2 separate regions of the Mus musculus genome follow, and region 1 is linked to region 2. The links are chromatin contacts, called in public ChIA-PET maps. All regions are on one chromosome and are shown on one strand. The core of a region is the stretch at or near the end of the contact, and the rest is flanking DNA. Distances in the headings are between cores, read along the strand shown.

Region 1 (3,174 bases), core at 666-3,165, 150 kb before region 2:
AGCCCTTCTCAACAAAAAAAGGATTTGGAGATTTTTGGTTTGTTAAAGGAAAAAAATTATGGCTAAGGAAGATCATCAAACTGGCAGCAGCAAGTGCCTCCATCTGCTGAGCCTCCCCAGCCTGTCAAAGCTCTCAAAGCAGTCGACAGACACCCAAACTCAACTTGAAATCATCTCATGGCAAGCAAACATAAGAGAACAGGTGATAGGACCACCATGGACTTCACCCCGTTTGCTTCTCTGGTTGCTGTTTTGGTTACGAGGTGCTGCTGTGGACCCTGACTGAGAGTGTTGCTTAAGGCATGCAAGGCTTAATTATGTAATACTGACTACATTCAAGAGGCTTGCTTTCCAGAGCTTGAAATTTAGACTGTGAGAGAAGGAGAAAACCTTCACCACAGATGCTTCTACACACAACCTCTTGCCTTACTGCTCAGATATCCAAAAGGGTTTTTTGTTTGTTCTTTTTTTAGATTTATTTATTTATTATATGTAAGTACACTGTAGCTGTCCTCAGACACTCCAGAAGAGGGAGTCAGATCTCATTACGGATGGTTATGAACCACCATGCGGTTGCTGGGATTTGAACTCCTGACCTTCGGAAGAGCAGTCGGGTGCTCTTACCCACTGAGCCATCTCGCCAGCCCCCAAAAGGGTTTTAATGTATTACAAGTCTATTGTATAGCATTTGAACAGTAATGGCTTCTCTCAATTAAGTGCACTAAATATCCCACAAACTTTTTTTTTTCTTTCCAATTTTTGAGACAGTCTGGCTTTAAATTCACAGAAATCTACCTGTCTCTGCCTGTTGATTGCTGAAATTAAAGGCAGGTGCCACCATGCTTGGCTACACTTTTTTTTTTTTTTTTTTTTTTTTTTTTTAGATAAATGGCACAATATTATGGTCCTCTGGGGCAGGGGTTCAAATGTAAAAACATAAAACTATTGTTAAAAACTGAATTCCTAAATACCACCATGTTTTTCAAATAATAAGTTTTAAGAAATAAAGGTATGTCCAGTTACTAAGCTGTCAACTACTCCTCTTTCATAAGACCTGTAAGGTCCAGGGGCTATAGTTTAGAGGTAGAATGTTTGCCTAAGCAGCATGGAGCCTTTAACATAGGGTACACCAGGGCAATAAAAGAACCAATAGCTTGCAATGGAAATGAATATTATGGAAAGTCACTACCTAGGGCCAGTGAGATGGCCAAGTGGGTAAAGGCAGATGCTGCCAAGCCTGAAGCCTGCTCAAGCCCTGACCCAAGGTGAGAACCCACTCTCCCAAGTTGACCCCTGACCTCCGTGTGTATCTTAGCATATGCACACAGCACACGACGTAAATGTAATTTTAATTTTTATTAGCTAACACATCATGCAAAACTCTAAAACATATATTTGACATCTTATCAGGTAACCTTATCCCTAGAAATGAATAATACTGAAGATAATATTTTATAAAAATGCATATTATGTATCATTATGTATTATGTAACAAAACAACACTGATACTTTATCAAACTATCAACAAATTGAAAAATATATTTTAAGCCAGGTTTGCTGGCACACGCCTTTAATTCCAGCACTCAAGAGGCTGAGACAGGCAGATCTCCGTGAGTTTGAGGCCAGCCTGCTCTACACAATGACAGGACAGCTTGAGCTACACACACACACACACACACACACACACACACACACACACACATTTTGTGTGTGTATCTATTTGTGGGTAGTATGGTAGGGATAGTACCCAGGACTTTCCATGAGCCAGGCAGGTACCCTACCAGGTTTTAAGCCTCACTTAATTTTTTATAGCACATTTAAGTTAATTAAAAACTGAACAGAGAGTAAATGCTCCCATGCACACCCTCTCTTATCATCACCCGTCCTGGTTCTCTTATCACCACCTTACACTGGTGCAGCACATCTGCTATAACTGAAGAAGCAGTGTTAGTTAATACGCCAGGAGTAAATAAAGCCCAGGCCTCTTCCCTTTAGGGCTTGTTCTTCATGCTATGGTTCTCTGTGCACTGACCCATCATGGGGCCATGCGCCCCCGTCATAGTATCATACAGTATCATACTACTGTCCTGAAACCCTCTGCTGTAGGTGTTCCTTACATCCTTGCTCATCCCACCTATCTTTGTAATAGCTCTATAGGCTTGCATTTCCATATCATATCATATCATATCATATCATATCATATCATATCATACTTGATCCATAAAATACACAGCCTTTTCAGACTGGTTTCCTGTTCTTAGCAATATGCACGGAGGGTTCTTTCATGCATGGGTTTTCATGGCTGGATGACATATTTCCTTGGATTCTGTTGCTTTGTTCTTGCAACCCAGAGGACACAACCCAGGGCCTTGCCCAGGCCCACAGCTAGCACTGAGCTATATAACTTGTTTCTAATGTCACCAGATATGAATATTTCATGCATGGCATTTGTTAATACCACAGTTCATTTTCCCATTCAGCTACTTAAAAACTGTGCTATCTTGTTTGTTTTAAGTTTGGACAATTATGAATAAAAGTACTATAGACATGAGTGTATGGCTTGCTTTGTTTTATTTCTATGTGAACAGAAGTTTTCCATCATCTGGGTCAATACTAGGGCACAACTGCTTTATCCTACAGTCAGACTACATTAACTTCATAAGAAATTGCAGAAGTGTCTCGGGTGCGGCTGGCATTATGGGTCTTGACTTCTCACTAATCTGCAGTGCACGGTAGACCGCAGTTTGAGTTGGCACAGAGCCTCCTTTCACAACTCATTTACCATATGCCTACCTTCTCTAGTCGGGGCTTTCTCTTCAGACCTCCAGTCCACTTTCATTGGGGTGTCTTCTCTGTACCCTTCACTTTTTAGCCCCGCCCCCACCCTCCAGCTATGCAGCTCAGGCTGGCCTTGAACTGAAGGTCTTCCTGCTTTCGCCTCCCAAGCTCAGGACTACAGGCTAAAGGCTACACAGAGCTTGGGTCGTTTTAAAGTTCTAGGTATAGCTTTAATTGTGGTCCTTCATCGGGTTGGGAGAAGGCATTCTGAAACACCTACCTGCGCCATCCATCACTGTCTGAATAGTGGCTCTCACAGAGGAGAACTTTTTAATTTGAATGCAACCCAGTTTGCCAATAATCTGCTTGTGGCTCTACCTAAACCTGCCTTGCTGT
Region 2 (3,405 bases), core at 170-2,669:
TAATAGCATTTCTTCCATAAATGAAGAGCCTTTACTCTATGAGCAGTGATTTATTGTTCTTCTCCAAAACACCCCGTTAGGGAAAGTGACTTGGGGGTTTTTAGAACATGAGTGTGGATGTTTATACAAATTCGTTACAAGTGGAGAGATCAATTAACCTTGGCAACTGGTTAGATGCACTAGTCGTCTCTCTCAGTGCCATCGTTATAACAGAGGGTTATGACTCAGTGTGCGGTGTTGGCTTTACTTCCAGGTAGTGCTGCCCATCCAGCTCCAGATGGTATCTCTGACGCCTGCTTCTAAAAGTACAGCCTCTGGGAGGCTGAATCAGCCTGGGATCTCAAGGCCCGAAGGATTTATATAATTCTATAATGCACTTCACCATCACTACGAATGTAAAGGGCCCGTGGGGCAGGTAAAAATAAAAAAAAAATTAAAACTACGAAAATTGATCCTCCGTATGGCATTTCATAAGTCTTTGCTTTCAATCTTAGAGCCCAGGTATGGTGGTTTGTGCTATAAACCAAGGAGATGAAGTAGGAAGCTCGGGTTTAAAGTCCCTCTCCATACACACAGAGTTGGAGGTCAGCTTGGACTTCATGAGATGCTGCCCAAATAAGCAGAGTCAAGGAGGTCTGCATGCTGACCTCACGCAGCCATTAAGGGGGTGACATCAGACAGCCATGGTCAGGTGGTACCCACTTCTCCTTGGTAGGCATCTAGTGAAGGGCAGAGCTGGTTCCTTTTGGATTCTCAGACCCATTTTAACCAGAGTTTTTAAGCTTTCAAATTTCTGAGTATCTCACATATGATCACCATTATAAGCAACAGATTACTTACATACTTTAAAATTCTAAAATATAAGACAGAATTTAGTCAATCATGACCCATAATGTAAACTAGGCCTTTATTGAATTTGTAGCCTTTTCCTAATAATTTCTTAAATGTTTATAAGACAAAACAATGAACTGTGATACTATGTGACCTGCAATACTAATCAGGAAACTATCAGGTATGTGTATGAACAAATTTGTTTCTTATTCCTATAGAAAATGTATATAAATAATTTTTCTTTGTAGCTTCAAATTTAGAAGTTAAATTTAGAGACTAGCCAGAACCTTATGTTTTTATCTAAGCTGCTATTTCAAAAGCAATTTGTCTTCCTCAGAGCTTTTGGTATCTGAGATAAGAAAAAAATTAAAGCTCCAAGCTATTGTCAAACAGATCGTTCCAAATGTCTCTACTCCAGGGCAGATAAGAATGAACAAGCCTGAAGCACCTATTAACTACTATTGCTTTGACTTTGCATGATGCTATCTTTGGACTCCTCCAGTGAAAAGTTCAACCCCTGGGAGTTGCCCTGGTTTTGGTGTTTACTGTTCATTACAACTGAACTCTAGACAAAAAGCAGAGCTTTGCTCCTTACCAGTGCCTTGTCTGCAGGAGTGGTGAGCCGGCTGTAGTAATGAATCCGCTTGTTCATAGCAGCAGCATGGTCACTAACCCTCTGAATGACATCATTCACATTGACAATGTTGGTAGGCTCTATATAGAAAGGCCTAAAGAAGGGAATATATACTTGACAAAAAACATTCAGGCAAGAATTCTGGAAGTCAGCCATTGTAGAGAATAATCTCCTGTCCTCCATGTGAAGCGGGCGGGCGCACCAAGGAAAGGCATGCGCTTCTCACTTTTGGTGGGAAAAGAAAACGTCACAGGAGAAGCATTATCCTACCCATAAAATACAGTTCTTGTCTCATGATACTTACTTTTACTTTAAACACTCTTGAAGCTTAAGGAAATTTACCAACAGAGGAGAGACAGCAGAAAACACTAGAGAAGTCATTAAAGAGAAATTTGCAAAGGAAAACAAAATGTATCAGCTGTGGGTCTCCAACGATTTAAGTGAGAGAGAAACTGCTTTGATTAGTTTTTTAAAATACTCTGGCACTGAATCAGAGAAATTATAGACCGAATGTCCTTTTACTGAAGAGGGCACTCCACTCCTTCCTCTATAGGCCAAAGTCATTTCCTTTGACAAACATCATGTCCTAAGGACCAGTGACCTCAACCTCTCTCTTTGTGTGGGGATCCAAACTGGGTCAAATGGAACATGGCAGCACCGGAGAGCTTTGCCTCATGGACTTTCCTTGGATCCTGGTAACGTACTCTAATGTCCTAATATTTATGTTCGTGTCCTTCCTCACTATGTCCTGATGAACTGCAGACTCTAGCTTTCAACCATCATCTCCAGTCAGCCCTTCAGCGCCATCTGAACCTCCCTCAGGTGTTTTCTAACTTTCCCAGAACGAGCACTCCAAAATGGAGAGACAAGGGAGAATCGCATGGCTCCGCCAAGTCTCAGCCTCTTAGAAGCAGGAAACAGCGCTGTGCCCCAAACTGTGGCTGTTACTCTTACACATTGGTAAAAACAATGGGAAAACAAAAGAAAACAAACCCCCAAGAAAGTTTCATTTCTGCTACTTTTCTAACAAACTCTGATACCTAAGAAACGGTAGTTGAGTTTAGCCTTCTAACTGACATACAGAACATTTGAGTCACTTGCTATTTATTCTCCATGACAACATTCAAATATAGTAGGTATCAACTAGTCAATTTCATGAATAGTAACAAGAGCATTTATAAAAGTAAAGCCATGGGCAGAGAGATCAACATAGCATATCAAACATACTGGCAAATGCATTAAGTGCTATTAATAAATTATAAGGGGGATATAGTAAAAATGAGTGGGCCAGAGGCTAAACAATCACTACATATATATTTGGCAGCCTAATATAACCACCAATCTCTCAAAAGTGTTACGATATGATGTATTATTTCTACTTCTACCATGATAGTGATTCTTAAAGGTGATGAACAAATATTGATATCTGAGGGCTAGGGCGATGGTCCAGTTAGTAAAGTGCTTGCTGCACAGTATGAGGAACTGCAATTAGATCTGCAGGACACACAGGCAAGCACAGGGACACGGCTTTAACCCCAGCTCTGGGGAGGAGGTAGAAACGGATGAAGCACCGGAGCCCACTGGCTAGCCCTAGCCCATCTAGGCAAGCTGATGAGCTCCAGGGTCTCAAGAGATAAGGCGGAGGGCAGTGGAGGAAGATATTCAGTCAGCACTGACTCTAGCCTCCAAAACACGCATGCACACGCGTGCATGCACACGCATGCACACAGGCATCTCAGAGATACTACTACGTTAGGAAGCTCACACTCTACAGGATTTTCCAGCAGGATCAGTGCCCCACAAAACTCAAGAATGTTAACTTTAGGCAGATACTTGGGCTACTAAAGGACTAATATTGATAGAAAGAGGTATAGATGGTCTTCTTGTCACTGTTTACTCTGGAATTCAACGGCATTAACATCTAACCACTAGGTTGGTTT

What was found. ChIA-PET counts read pairs in DNA pulled down with a chosen protein or histone mark.
Region 1: an SMC1A ChIA-PET map of the G1E-ER4 cell line shows a contact between it and region 2, with 8 read pairs. The contact joins two enhancer-like sites. A contact is called at or near these places in 1 of 15 datasets of contacts at CTCF or cohesin (the G1E-ER4 cell line), 17 of 484 Hi-C or Micro-C datasets (the G1E-ER4 cell line, bone marrow-derived macrophages, cerebral cortex and 7 more), 3 of 115 datasets of contacts at active chromatin or transcription factors (embryonic stem cells and fibro-adipogenic progenitors) and 1 of 9 other capture datasets (adipose tissue).

The regions. Positions count from the first base shown.
Region 1 is chr13:112,837,497-112,840,670 of GRCm38.p6, reverse strand. All of the region lies in intron 1 of Plpp1 (phospholipid phosphatase 1), which reads right to left. Among named protein-coding and RNA genes, the nearest start is that of Plpp1, 38 kb to the right of the region's middle. Within about 2 kb of position 1,915, at least 12 of the 459 cell types and tissues checked have an H3K27ac peak or open chromatin away from gene starts, as enhancers often do. A contact at or near this core is called in the G1E-ER4 cell line, where this site is marked.
Region 2 is chr13:112,684,220-112,687,624 of GRCm38.p6, reverse strand. Slc38a9 (solute carrier family 38, member 9) reads right to left here. Exons shown (of 15, transcript NM_178746.4): 3 at 1,427-1,559. Among named protein-coding and RNA genes, the nearest start is that of Gm52034, 13 kb to the right of the region's middle. Within about 2 kb of position 1,419, at least 5 of the 459 cell types and tissues checked have an H3K27ac peak or open chromatin away from gene starts, as enhancers often do. A contact at or near this core is called in the G1E-ER4 cell line, where this site is marked.